2 separate regions of the Zea mays genome follow, and region 2 is linked to region 1. A link is a contact called in public Hi-C data. All regions are on one chromosome and are shown on one strand. The core of a region is the stretch at or near the end of the contact, and the rest is flanking DNA. Distances in the headings are between cores, read along the strand shown. Region 1 holds the start of LOC100280136 (Auxin response factor 16). Region 2 holds the start of LOC100285671.

Region 1 (7,434 bases), core at 4,275-6,774:
GTGGCACGCCCTTGTCCATTTCTTGACTTCTCAAGTTAAGTGGAATAAATCCCACCATATAAGTCAAGCCAAAAGACCCTTGGACTTCCAATGTAGTACTATTGGTATTCTCCACCATTACACACCATAGAGTTTATTCAATAAATGGGCCAAGCCCATAAAAGATCCAACAGTTACCGCAAATGGTGTCAGCGGTTTGCTTGTCCGTCGTTCGTAATCATGGACTAATGCTAGTAAGAGTACACAATAGATGTAAGATTATTGACACTGATCCGGGCAATAATCACTGCGATGAATCGACGGTGGGGCTCTCTGCAGATGCGCGGACGGTCCACGGTCAGGGGTCGGACGGTCCGCAGCCAGGGGTCGAACGGTCCGCGACCTGGTGGCCGGACTGTTTGCGCGTGCACAGGGGCGGTGGAGCTCGCCGATGGCGTCTAGATCTCGCTCCCAGGAGGGATCCCATCGGGGAGGAGAGATCCTAGGCTTTGTCTTGTGATCGACAGGCCACCAAAACGTCTCTAAATGACGTAGAGCCAAAGAGAGGTGAAGATTTAGAGAGAAGGATCTAATTTACTGTCTACTCATAGGGCAAAATGTAAAGAACTAGATGCATATTGATTGATTGATTGATCGATTGTTGGAGTCCCGATCGGTCGTAGCCCTTCATATATATAAAGGGAGAGGTCTGAACCCGTTACAAGTCGGTTTCTGAGTTAATCCAGCAAGAAACTCGGAATTCTAACTGATTCTGCGCGCGCGGACTCTCCACGCCACTACTGCAGACCGTCTGGACCGCGGACTATCCGGCCTACAGTGTCGGACCGTCCGCCTGCCCAAAAGTGGGCTCAACATATGATCACTGCCTTTTGGTGGAGCTGAGCAAACCAAAAGCACTTACACATGCCAAAACTATCTCGATGTGATCACATCGGTTTTCTTAGTCATCTACTCATCTTACCACATACTCGAATGGTACAGCTTGAGGAAACGCTCGTTTAGCGCCTTAGGCAAGTCTTTGCCTTGTAGTGTTTGCAACAAGTAGGTGTTACCGGCTATCACCTGCGTGATCTTGTAAGAGCCTTCCAAGCTTGGCGACCACTTCCCAAACTTTCGGTCTTTGCTCCTTAGTGGCAAGATGGTCTTCCATACCAAGTCCCCTACCTGGAATGACTTAGCCTTGACCTTCTTGTTGTAAGCTTTGGCGACCATGATCTTGTCCTTTTCTATTTCTCCTGGAGCTATCACTCTCTTGTCAGTCACTTCATCAATATTGTCCATCATTGAATTATAATAATCACTGATAGTTAGATCATTTTGCTTGGCGAACATGACGTCATTTAAACTTATCTCTACAGGCAACACTGCTTCCTGCCCATAAACAAGCTCAAACGGAGATACATTATTAGTGCATTGTTTAGATATTCTAATAGCCCATAAATCTTCGGACAAAATCTTATGCCAATGCTTAATATGATCAACTATCTTCTTTTTTTATCAGGCTTATCAATGCCTTATTACTAGACTCAGCCTGCCCATTGGCCCGAGCATAATTTAGAGATGAATTGAGCAATTTAATTCTATATGATTCATCAAACTCACGTACCTCCTTTGACATAAAAGAAACCCCTTGGTCTGTGGTCAAAGCCTTGGGAATGCCGAATCTATGAATAATGTGCTCAGTTATAAAATCAATTACCTCTATGTATGTCATATTCTTCAGGGCAATGGCTTTGGTCCATTTGGTGAAATAGTCTGTGGAAACTAAAACAAACTGATGCTCGATCTTTTGATGATGAAGGATGAATCTCTCCTATAAAGTCCAATCCTCTAAAAGGCCAAGGTTTGATGATAGGATGTAATTCGGCTGCAGGGACCAACTGTAAGTCACCGAATTTCTGACATACTTGACATCGTTTGTAATACTTGAAACGATCAGTTATCATGTTAGGCCAATAGAAGTTAGATCTTCGCAATAACCACTTTATCTTTGGAGCCGATTGATGAGTACCACAAATCTCCTCATGTACTTCGGCCATTGCTAATATAGCATCACATGGGCCCAAGCATCTAAGCAGGGCGTCGTTGACCGTTTGGCAGTATAGTTCATCACTCATTAAAACATACTTGAAACCTATACGTCGAACGTTCCTATCCGTCATAACACTGTGATTTTGTAGGTAATTAATTATAGGAGTCCTCCAATCAATTGCATTGACTTCGTTATCAGTTGAATCAATCAGGAGAACTTTCCTGGCAACGTCGGACAGTCCGGAACCCATACCCGGACGGTCTGGATCTGCGACGGACGGTCCGTGCTGGCAGCCCGAACGGTCCGCGACCTGGGAATCTGACGCGACACCAGTTATCTGATTTTTGGTGTTGTGAAATTTCTCTTGCTTTATCTGATGACTTAATGCGTCTTGTGCCAAATTGTTATTAACTTCTTGACTTATGGATTGTATGCCACATATAGAAATGTTCATAACTAATATAAGTAAACATCCACTGCTTTATTTATTCTAGAACATGGGTCTTACATATTAACATTTGGTGTCCCTTAAATTGTGGTATTATGTATTATTGTATTTCTCTGTGTCTCACCTTCGAGTGAGCAAGTGGTATTCGATCTGGTTTAAGTTGTTTTATCGGACTAGATCCGACGGACTGACATTTTATTCCGGTTCAAGTGTGTCGTTGCCTCTAAGGCAGGACTTTGCACAGCGGTTCCGCCATAGTCATGACACAGTGTCAAAGACATCATTTACTAGGCGGTTGGCATAACTACCATAGTGGTAGGTATGACACTTAACATCCACGAGCATCGGGACCCGTGTCATTCGATACGATATAGTTGGTAATTGGTGTAAATATTTATACTTGGTAATACTTTATGTTAGCTAATAGCTACAACATGCTTATTAGGACTGTAATGTCACATATTTAATATGTTATATCTGAGGCTTATCGGCTAAGCCAATACTATAGATTTGTCTTTAGGTCTTTAGATGTGCGGTCCAGCTCCCGGGACCATACTTCCTGGTAGGCATGGTCACATCCTATGGTGCATGCCTATCTGTCGGATTAATATGACACTACAGCCGTCGTGCTAGGTCGAGCTTTTTAGAGTTGGGGCAATGACGACCTAACATACCCTAACCATTTAACCATCGACACATGTCTCTGCTAACAAGCTTGACACTCAAACAGTCTCCAATGGTATATGGGTTTGTTTGTTTTGGCTTTCTGGTTGATTCTGGCCGTTAGAATCATCTTCAGGCGCCAAATGCTTCGGTTCCTAGACCGCTTCCGTGAGAATCGCTGCTGTGAAAAATCACTCAAATTAACGTGAATGCAGAATCCACCGAGTCGTCACAACAAGAGGAATATGTCGCTTCCTAAACCCTAAACAACGTGTTCTCTAAGGTTTCCTCTAAATATAGAGGATACTTATTCATCCTCTCTATATAGATACCCTCTCTTCTCTCATCTATCCACTTTTCTACTTAGACATTAGATTAAGCAAAACTAAGATATATATAAAATATTTAAGAATACGACAAATACGTACATACAAAATCTAGATGTTCTAATATAGATCTTTGATGTATTGAGGACGAGATATAGAAGACGTTGTTGAAGAGAAATAAAATATAGAACAGAAAAAACTTTTGAAAAAAGTCTATAAAGGACATACATAAAAGAAGGATAGAGAGAATATGGTTGGAGAGATGCCCGGTCACCAGGTTGGCTACAACTTGTCTGGCGAGGAATGGGACAGGAACTCGGAGCCGCGGCAGGATCTTGCCCTACTAGTCCCTGTATCAATGATGATGCGATGCCCATCCATCCATCCATCGACCTTGTCTGGGATTCTTAATCCGCGAATACCGGTTAATTAACCCAGGTGTCTGGTGGTCAGATCTGATCAATTCCATTCACGTCACACCCCCTGATTAATAATTAAGAAAAGGATGGCATTCTTAATTGCCTCGCAACGCAAGTCGCCACACGCACACCTAATCCCGGATCCGGGGACGAAATGACCGGGCAACATCAGAGTAGACACACCAGACCGAGAGAGCAACCGCAGAGCACGAGTCCACTCCACCCCGCCATCAAGGTGACCTGGGCTGGGCATTCCCACGCGACCAATCGCCCGCCGGGAAGGGCCGGCCGTGTGCCAACGTCGCCGACGGCGACAGCGCGAGCGACTTGACCACACACTACACGCCTGTCCGCCGTCTGTCCCAGATGGCACAGCGACACTTGAACTAATGACCAGGAACCGCCTGCCGATGGTTCCCTGGTCTGCTGCATGCTTGCTGGTTCGTGTTCCGTTGAAACGAAAAGGAAAATCGCCAGGCCGACACGACGAGGCCCGTTCATGCATTATTTTCGTCGCTTCTTTAAGGATGAAGAAGCGATGACGCGTGTACATGGGGGACGAGGTGCGCGTGCGTGCGGTGAGGTGCGGTGGTTAGCTGAATCGAGATCCATCTTTTGACAGCGTCGGAACGACATGTGGTACGTCAGAATTAAGAGCGGGGCGCGAGGACACGGCCGCAACTTGGCCCATTTTGCGGCACCACCGGTCGCTGCTGCTCTTCTTTCTGAAATCCTGTGCCGAGGATGGCGTCATGCTTTCTTCTTCTTCGTCTCGTCGTCGTCGTCGTCTCCTCTCCTTCAGCTGGTATGTACAGTGCTTCCCCGTGACTGACTCGTAGCCCTCGTCGGCCGGGCTCGTTCCACCGCGACTGAGGTCAAACCATGTGCCAGTTTTCCTTTCCCCTCATCCGACGAAAAGCTAGCAGCAGCACTGCTCCATGGCAATGATCACCGACACCGAGCAAAGCAAAGCTGCCACCCATCAACACTCATCAACACCCCACGCCGCCATGAGCTCCGGTGAAAAAAAAAAATCTGTTCTGCCGTAAACGAAACCCTCGGGAAGAAGAAGAAGAGTCACGGATTCAGTCCATCCCCTCCATGTGTCGTGGTCACGAGAAAGCTGCGGAAACACGGCCGGTGCCGCCGGTCATGCAAGTCGGCCATTCCAAAAAGTTTCGGCCTGTGCGTTTTCAGGCGTAGTAGAGTTTTCAAAAGGTAGCTAAATAAAACAAAAGAAAAAGAGAACGCGCGCGTGTGTGTATACAGTATACACACACACGCTTAGTAGCTCCGTGGAAAAAAAAGCATCGCATTATTGTCTAACACTAGGATGAAAACAACAACACTTGTCGATTTAGCGTGTGGTCCCGTCTGTTTGTTTCCTTCTGATGCTGATTGAGATTTCAGAGAGAGAGAGCAGAGAACGGCTACGGGACAGCAGTGGATAATGGTACAATGATGCAGCTCATCGTGCGGTGGGGGGGAGAGAAAAATCATCATCAGCGCTGGCACTTTGGCTGCGCAACTGAAAAAGGTATTAATAAACAATTAATTAAGCCACTACTAACCAGGAGTTTAGTGGTAGTAGTACTAGTAGGCAGTGGTACTTGCTTCAGATGCAGAATTGGCTGCTGCTTCCCCGCCTTCTTGACTGCCTGCCTTTCTCCCTCCTCTGACCTCTCTCTCTCTCTATTTAGCTGTTTTGCTGAACCCCATGTCAGCTGCAGTCTGGGGGAATCTGAGCCTGCTGCTCACCTGAGAGAGCCTGTGGGTGGGGAGGCAAAGCGCTGCAGAGGCTGCAGCAGAGAGGAGCGAGCGAGGGAGGGAGACGACGAGCCCTGTCGAGCTGTTCCGATTTTGCCCCCCCGAATACGTCGCTGCCCCTGCTTTGGAGGGATCTGAAGCTGCTGCTGCCTGCCAAAGCCCGGAGGTGAGTGACTGACCGGATGAATTCGGCAATCTTGTGGTGCTCCTGCCGTGCTGCTGCCTGGGTTCCCTTTCCCTGCAAGATTTTCTGAGGCGGAGGCCAACGAAGAAAAAAAAAACCCCCCTTGCTTTCTTCTCACCCCCCCTCCCGCTGCTTCTTTTCCCCCAGCCTTTTTCTTCAGCGGTAGGCTCTGATCATGATGGTGGTGGTGATGGCGGCTGTCCAGCGGAAAGGCTTCTTCTCGTGCTAGTGGAGGAGGCGTGAAATTTCATCCATAAAGGCTGTCGCGGTGGGTGGAGATCTTGCCCAATTCCGCTGAAATCGCCTCCGGCTACGGGTTGGGTCGGGTCGGGTAGCGTGGCCGTGGGCGGTGGGAGATGATTACTTTCGTGGACTCGGCGGCCATGGAGCGGGAGCGGGAGAGTGACAGGTGCCTGGACCCGCAGCTGTGGCACGCCTGCGCCGGCGGGATGGTCCAGATGCCGGCGGTGCACTCCAAGGTGTACTACTTCCCGCAGGGCCACGCGGAGCACGCGCAGGGCCCCGTGGACCTCCCCGCCGGCCGGGTCCCCGCGCTCGTCCTCTGCCGCGTCGCCGCCGTCCGCTTCATGGCCGATCCGGACACCGACGAGGTCTTCGCCAAGATCCGCCTGGCCCCGGTCCGTCCCAACGAGCCGGGCTACGCCGACGACGCCATTGGCGCCGCGGCGGCGTCGGGCGCGCAGGAGGACAAGCCCGCGTCCTTCGCCAAGACGCTCACGCAGTCCGACGCCAACAACGGCGGGGGCTTCTCCGTGCCGCGCTACTGCGCCGAGACCATCTTCCCGCGGCTCGACTACTCGGCCGACCCCCCCGTGCAGACCGTGCTCGCCAAGGACGTGCACGGCGTGGTCTGGAAGTTCCGCCACATCTACCGCGGCACGCCCCGGCGCCACCTGCTCACCACCGGCTGGAGCACCTTCGTGAACCAGAAGAAGCTCGTCGCGGGGGACTCCATCGTGTTCATGCGGACGGAGAACGGGGACCTCTGCGTCGGCATCCGGCGCGCCAAGAAGGGCGGCATCGGAGGGCCGGAGTTCATGCACCACCACCACCAGCAGCCGCCCCCGCCGCAGGGCGGCGGGTACGCCGGGTTCTCCATGTTCCTGCGAGGGGAAGAGGACGGCGGCAAGATGATGGCCGCGGCCGCCACGAGGGGGAAGGCCGCCAGGGTGCGGGTGCGGCCAGAGGAGGTCGTCGAGGCCGCTAACCTGGCCGTGAGCGGGCAGCCGTTCGAGGTGGTGTACTACCCGAGGGCGAGCACGCCAGAGTTCTGCGTCAAGGCGGGGGCGGTGCGCGCCGCCATGCGCACCCAGTGGTGCCCCGGGATGAGGTTCAAGATGGCCTTCGAGACGGAGGACTCGTCCCGGATCAGCTGGTTCATGGGCACTGTCTCCGCCGTGCACGTCGCTGACCCCATCCGATGGCCCAATTCACCCTGGAGGCTTCTCCAGGTAAACGAACCAAGCTCCATAACTATCAAAGTTGATGATTTGCTTGCGGCAATGCATGCTGATGATTTGTGTGTGTGCCGGGGACAGGTCGCCTGGGATGAGCCGGACCTGTTACAGAACGTG
Region 2 (7,604 bases), core at 3,308-5,807, 270 kb after region 1:
ACCAAAGCCCAAAATTGTGGTCAAAACCCATTCCATTTAAGTTATTCTTAATGGGGTTTGTCTCATATATTGGTACGAATTCTTCCAGTCCATATAGTCTTCCATGTTTTTGATCTGCCTTTTGTGACGGAGAAAAGGGATAAGATATGGCATCCCATATAATGTAAAGAATAAACTGACACCAAGGAAATTATGGGTCGCATCATCAAAACAAAAAAACTCACTTCGAAATCCACAACACCTACAATTAACTAACATAAATAACTGTTCAATACATCCAACAAGCCTATTCCAAAAGGAATACCAAGGAAGTGGCAATAGTTATTGCCCTTATGTTTCTTTGTCTTTATGTTCAATGATACGTCCGGAGGAGAAGCATAAAAAGAAGCAGGTGAGAGAGAGTAAAATAGGAACGTATGCAAGTGCACCGTACAAAAACATACAATGTTTACAATGATCAGGATACAAATAGTAGCTAGCAATTTACATAAGAATAGAATACAACGGAACTAAACATTAGCAGCATGCACTGCCCCCATATTTCCTGTCTTGCTCCACAACCAACTATCCCAGACCACCCATGCACATCACAACATGTCAATAATTTCTTTAAAAATAGATTCAAATATCTATCTAATGATACTAATTATATATTATAAAATATTAATATTTTCATGGTAGAGAAATGGAACCATAAGTGTTACCAAAACTCTTTTTTTATTTGTGGGATAATTGTGCTCTCTACCAAAACCATGCTCTTAGACTACTAATATAAAATAACAATATGGGAATCTTATGGGATCAAATAAAAGTTAGTCACCAAATCTACATGGACCACAAAATGACAAAGTGTGTTTATTGTCCATACCAATCAGGCCCACTGCCCCACTCTATTGAAACCCTACCCTGCGAGGGAATATATAAAGCTCAGCGAAATCTATGTTCCCAGAAAACCATGAAGGTGAACTGAACTGTTCTCACACTCCACACCTACAACTTGTGACATCGTAATCAATAGATATTGTGATATCGTAATCAATAGGTATTGTAGTATTCTAATGGATTTATATTTCATTTTCCTAGCTACAAATCCTCAACTAACTCACAAAAACAGGAACTTCTAACTCCAGAAACTATTGTCCAACAAAATACCTTCCAAATAGGTCGTCATACTCATGAATCAATCAATTGTACTTACTTTACCATACAAAAAAGAGCAACTAATCCAAGAAATAATTTGTGCAAGTGCAAGCTGCATATCATTGGCATTGGAGTAATCCTGGATTCCTGGACCATCTATTGTGGAGAAATATTGTGCCCATACGGTAAGCATATTTTAGTGGAAATGGGGTTTGGAACTAAACAGATTTATAAGCTATCAGAGTCGAGAAGAGGGAAAATTGCTATGAGAAAAAAAGGAAAAGGAAATACATAATTTTAGATCTTCGGTAGAAGCTAATCATTTAAGCTTGATTGCTTAAAAATAAAGAAAATCAATTAACCAAATTAGCACAACGCACGCAAAGGTTAGATGATGAGATCACTAAAAATAGCACCTCCTTGCACACAAGGCAAACACTTTAGCCGAGCTAATCATTTAACCTTGAGTTGCTTGCTTCTGAAACATCTTACAATTTGACATGCTTCACTGTTCGTGCATGCAGAGAACAAGGAATCAATAGAATTTGGCGGCAAACCAAGTGCTGCTTACTGGATAATTAAAGACATTCTTTCCCACTAAAACATAATCAGGTAGTCAGAGAAATAATGAAGTCATACCATATATTGCTCCCAGTGTAGCAATCCAATCCGATAATCTTAGAAAGTGATAGCTGTAAAGCAGAAAACGATGTGTGACCGATCTATCTGTTCACATGCCAAATTGAGAACGGGAGTGGGGTCACGTCAGGAATCAGGTTGGTAATACGTTGAGTAGGTGGCGAGTGGGAGAGTTTTGAAGCATCGACGGTGGAAACATGGCAAGGGTTGGGCGGTGTACGGTGTACCTCCATGGTGTGTTTCAAGCGACTGTACTTCCGAAGCTCCCTGACGACGTGATTGAGCTGATAGTTCTGCACTGTGCGGCCCTCCTCCGCCCATCGCCGCAGCACCACCACCACGCTACGCTTCGGGTAGATGAGCTTCAGCAGGCGCTGCCCTGGTGTGTCCCCACTCCCCGTAGTGCCGCCCGCGTGACCGCCTCGGGCTGAGGAGTAATGGCGCTGGTCAGCCGTGGGGATGAGAGCTCGCCGGCCGGGAAACGGAGGCTCGCCGGCCGGGATGAGAGCGGCCACGCGAGAGCCGCCGCGCCAGAGCCGCGCGACCGACGGAGAGCCTGCGTGCGGGCGTCTCTAGGTTTTTTTGCTAAATAGGCCGTATACACTTGAATTGATAGATGGGCCTCAAATAGGCCAGCCAAATAAATTCCATCTTCTCTACCGCGGCGCAAATAAATGGTACCATATCGGCCAGCAAAAGAGAGCGGTAGCAACTTATAAACGTGCCTGCTATGGAGAAAGCAATCAGCTCTTGTAATCAGTTAGTGGTATTGTGAACATGTGTCAAATTTTTGCGCGCGCGGATGGACGATCCAGATTGAACAACAGCGATGCAGATGGACGATCCAGATTGAACAACAGCGATGGACGCTCCAGATTGAACGAAGGCAGAACGGCAGGCTACCCTTAGAGCCTTAATAAGTAGTAGAGATACTCAGAGCTCCACCGCTCGGTGGGACCCACAGTTCAGAATGATTCGCTATTCTAGCGAAGAGAAGGTGTTTTTTCTGACCTTCGGCTAATGGCCTTCATTCACATCACAGTTTGAATTTGTTACAAAGAAACAAATTAATATTGCGTGTGGCTACTGTTGGGGCCTTCCTCTTCCGAAGGTCCTAAAAAACATGACTAACCACATGTTTTCAGCATGATATGGATTATTACAGGGAGCTTTGGCTTCAGGACGAAAGTTTTCTCCCATGGCAAAGACATACGAGGTAAAGATATAATCCAAAGACGATAAGAATGAACGCCGAAGCTATAGCCGAAGAGTAATAACTTCGGCTTAAAATGGTGATGAAGGCTAAACATGATGCTGACAGGAATGGAAAAGGACCAGCTAGTCCTTAATGATTTATGTTATGGTCATAAGTAAGTGTCAGGGACATAAATGTACTTTTACTCGGGCTACGTCCCGTGCCTATAAATAGATGAACAGTAGCACCGTACTGTTCAGGTTGGATTGTAATCACTCTCGCATCAAGACCTTCAAACAAGCCGAAGGTATCAATGTAATAACAACTTTGTTAATGTTAATGTTAATGTTAATATTATGAAATATAAATGTGAAAAAACCAATGAATTACATTCATTATCGTTATGTATTCTTATCTATCCATGAAATGATGAATGCATGTCCTTCATGACCTTCGTCTGATGATCATTATATCCGAAATGAGGTAATGCTTCAGAGGACGAAGGTCCTTAATACTTAATAATTGTGCTGTATTGTTCTTGATTCACAACATTTAACAACAAGTGACCAACAGGTATAGGGCTTCGGGCTCGGGTTTTATGCCCAGCTCTAAAGGCTGCCACACAACCCTTCACTACAAAGCACTACGCTGTGCTTTGGTGGATAGTATAAAATACAAGACACAAAACTGTCGATGACACTCTTAACATTATTATATAGTTAAGTTTGAAATAATAAATAAGATAGAGTATGTGTTGGAGATAGTGCTAGACGAAATGCTCGTGGCTCGTTGGCTCGCTCAGTTCATGGTCAGCTCGGCTCGGCTCGGATCGGCTTGTTTGAATTTTTTCACGAGTTGAGCTCACATCCTAGCTCGGTTCGTTAACGAGCCATCTCGGTTCGTTAACCAACCAGCTCGCGAGCTAAACGAGCTACCATATTCCAGCAAAACAAAACTATATGTATATCATTTATGGAATAATTGATGAACATGTTATATGTATGTGAGGTGTCTATGTCCTATGAGTTAAACTAATGATTAATGAACTATGTCTATGTGTTAAATTGGTCTATGTAAATATAATTGTAGGTTAAACTGATGAACATGTATGTGACTTGTGAATTGATGAGTAATGAATTGTGCTAGTTTGGTGTTACATTGACGTGGTTTGTGAAACTATGAGTATAATTACTATTTTTTATTGTTAAATTAGTTTGAAATTAAATAAAAATAATTATTATGTACATATTATTTTTTATGTCTGGCTCGCGAGCTAAATGAGCCAGGTCGAGCTCGTAAACGAGCTGAGCCGAGTTGACTCTATGGCTAGTTAGCTTAACGAGTCGAGTCGAGCTGGCTCATTAGCTTAACGAGCCACCTCGAACTCGGACGAGCCAAGACGATCTGGCTCGTTATCCAGCCCTAGCTGGAGATGACTTAGGATGTGTTTGGTTTAAGGTGAAAGTAGGATAAGACAGGATCAATGTCGCCCCCTCGATTTTTTTAGATCACGCCGCCACAAAAAAATTTCTGCGATGTTCACACCATTTCTGCATAACTATCATCTAAACACACCACTTCACAAGTTCGTGTGTGTGGAGACTGAGGCTGAACTTCAGCTAAACGTCTTCGGTCACTCGTGCTGGTCGCGCGGCGATCTACGCCTCTCCGTCCTCCAAACGAAACCCTAACCCGCGCATCCAACCTCCATCCATCCTCCGAGCCCCAAACTCCAAACCCTAGACCCCTCCCCCTGCCTTCGCGGCCGATGGGCGCAGATGAGCAGCCATCTCCGACGCGGAAACGCGACCGCGAGGAAGGGGAGGACCTCTCCGACGGGGGCGCCGCCGAGAAGCGGCCGCGCGCCGAGGTCGCGTCCCTGCTGGGGCTGGCCACCTACGAGGACGAGGAGGAAGACGAAGCGGCCAGGGGTCACACGAATGGCCGACACGCGGTGGAGCCTGAGCTAGAGGACGACGAGGATGATGATGATGAGGACGACGACGTGAGGAGGGCTCCTGAGAGGAGGCCCAGACAGGTAGAGCTGCGCCGGGACTGCCCATACCTCGACACCGTGAACAGACAGGTGTGCACTTGCATTCAATGTCAATTTCGTGTGCCTTGGTGCGAATTTGCTGGCTTAAACGCCGTGTTTTGCTCACAGCTCAAGAGTGACCTGAGATAGACGAAGTACTATTTACTGTCGAATTATCAGTTACTGATTGTGTTAGAGATGTATATAATCTACGCGATTTGAAGACTGTAATGGCTGATTAACATGTACCAGTATCTTGAAAATGAATTCCAGTATTATGGCGGAGTAACATCCTAGCAGCTCCTGATATTTGTCTGTACTATGCCTGTTCATCCTGGTAGTCTCTCCAGTATAGTATAATAGTTTGTTTATATCAATTACATATGACTACACTTAGGGCCTGTTTGGGTCACCTAGGTTTAATTGTTAGCAATGCTTTAAAGGTGAGAGGGCGAGGTGAGCGACCCCCTTCCAGCCGCCTAGGCGAATAAGGTGATTGCCTAGTCGACGCCTTACAAATACCTTAACTAATTATATAGCACCACTAAAATTTAGAAGCAAATCATACCTGGAATCTTTCACCCCTTAATAGCACTTCCACTATGCATCTAAAATAGCAAATATGAAAGCTCTTAACTCCCAATATCACTTCCACTCCACATCTATATCTATAGGATAAATCACAAACAGAGAAGCAGAGAAAGAACCATGAGAGGAGGATAGCATCTATAAAACAAACAGTGTTATTAAAACTACGTTTAAACGTCAAAACTATAATTAGAGGTTGAAACCACGTTTTAGCGTTTTGGCGTTGTAAACTGTAAAACGCAGTGTTTTATGCATTTTAGACCATTAGCTACTTTTGGGCCCAGTCTTGTAGTTACTTTTGGGGTTTAATCCAGCTCATGGGTGAAGTTTTGGTAAGCCACTAACCTCTCTGTATTGGTATTTAACTTCATATTATTGTCTGAAATTATGATGTATTGGTTTTTTTCTATGTTGTTTAAAACTACGTTTAAACAAAGTTTAAACGTTTAAAAGTCAAAATTTCACCCATGAGCGTTCCAACGTTTTATCATTTTAATAACCTTGAAAACAAAGCACTGGGAGGAAGTCGACAAGCAATAACAGGGCACAGGAAACCTTTGGCGTTTGAGATGACAGGAACTCAGGGAGGGGGGGGGGGGGGAGAGAGAGAGAGAGAGCAGAGAAAATACTTGGGACAATTTGGCCTGATAGGAAGCCAGGCTGTGGCTGGGCACCAGTGAAGAACAGAGCAGAGCTTCTGGCCAACGAGGAGTCAGGACCGAGCAGCCCTCCACTTACCCTTGCCCTGGGTCCATGTGGATGGCACGAAATCCAAGCTGTGCGCGGCAGACAGGCGGACAGTACGAAATCAAAGTAATTCATGTGCACAGATGGGGTGTGGGGTTGCGTCAGCGGCAACTCATAGCGAGCGCACATGGAAGAAGCAGAGCCAGCACGTGCCATATATTTCCTCTCGGTCTTTCGCCTCTCCCTGGACACCTAACAAGAGAGGTGGGCAGTGGGCACCCATACGCCCGCAAGCTTGGTGACCTGGACGCTCAGAAATCTTTGTCGCCTGGACGACTTGGCGACGCCTTTAAAACACTGATTGTTAGTCCACTAGCTGCTACAACCTACTGTTAGGTGACTAAAGTTTAGTCCTGTGCTATTTAGGATTTTAGATACATGGACTAGTAGCTATTAGTCCACTTCAGCTCCCCTTTAAAACACTGATTGTTAGTCCACTAGCTGCTACAACTTATTGTTAGGTGACTAAAGTTTAGTCCCGTGCTATTTAGATACATGGACTAGTAGCTATTAGTCCACTTCAGCTCCCCTTTAAAACACTGATTGTTTGTCCACTAGCTGCTACAACTTATTTTTAGGTGACTAAAGTTTAGTCCTGTGCTATTTGGATAGATGGACTAGTAACTATTAGTCCACGTTAGCTCCCCTTTGCCAATTAGTGAACTAGTTTTTAGTTGGGGTACGGACTGAAAATCACTCCATGCATTAGTTCACCTGTTTGGATGGCCTAGGACTAAATTTTAGGTGACTAAACATTTTAGTACTGGTATCCAAACAGGCTCTTGTTGTGTGTATGTTATGTATCTACAGTCTGTATTCTGCTGATTTATTTCTCCATTGATCTGGTCCCTGTAACATTTTTTGATCTGGTCCATGTAACATTTTTTTGATATGGTCCATGTAACATTTTTTCATTACGTCTTGTGGTTATTTACAGCTGAGTTCATTTTGTGCTGCTCTGCAGGTTCTTGATTTTGATTTCGAGAAGTTCTGTTCAATCTCCTTGTCAAATTTGAATGTGTATGCGTGCTTGGTCTGTGGAAAATATTTCCAAGGAAGAGGGTTGAAATCTCATGCATATACGCACAGCCTTGAAGCAGGCCATCACGTGTTCATTAATCTTCAAACTGAGAAGGCTTACTGTCTTCCTGATGGATATGAGATTAATGATCCATCGTTAGAAGATATTCGACATGTTCTGAATCCAAGGTGCTTCTTCATTGCTTCTAACATTACATTTCAATAGCACTTGATGGCTTT

The links. A called contact is a pair of places that touch in the nucleus more often than the background predicts.
Region 2: a Hi-C map of endosperm shows a contact between it and region 1, with 2.1 times the contacts expected there. The contact joins the promoter of LOC100285671 here to the promoter of LOC100280136 in region 1. A contact is called at or near these places in 5 of 25 Hi-C or Micro-C datasets (ear, endosperm and leaf).

The regions. Positions count from the first base shown.
Region 1 is chr5:50,930,388-50,937,821 of Zm-B73-REFERENCE-NAM-5.0, forward strand. LOC100280136 (Auxin response factor 16) reads left to right here and starts at 5,525. Exons shown (of 4, transcript NM_001361024.1): 1 at 5,525-5,821; 2 at 5,987-7,311; 3 at 7,399-7,434. The coding sequence starts at 6,196.
Region 2 is chr5:51,196,467-51,204,070 of Zm-B73-REFERENCE-NAM-5.0, forward strand. It overlaps LOC100285671, which reads left to right and starts at 4,558. Exons shown (of 9, transcript NM_001367224.1): 1 at 4,558-5,060; 2 at 7,309-7,553. The coding sequence starts at 4,743. It also overlaps the pseudogene LOC109939412.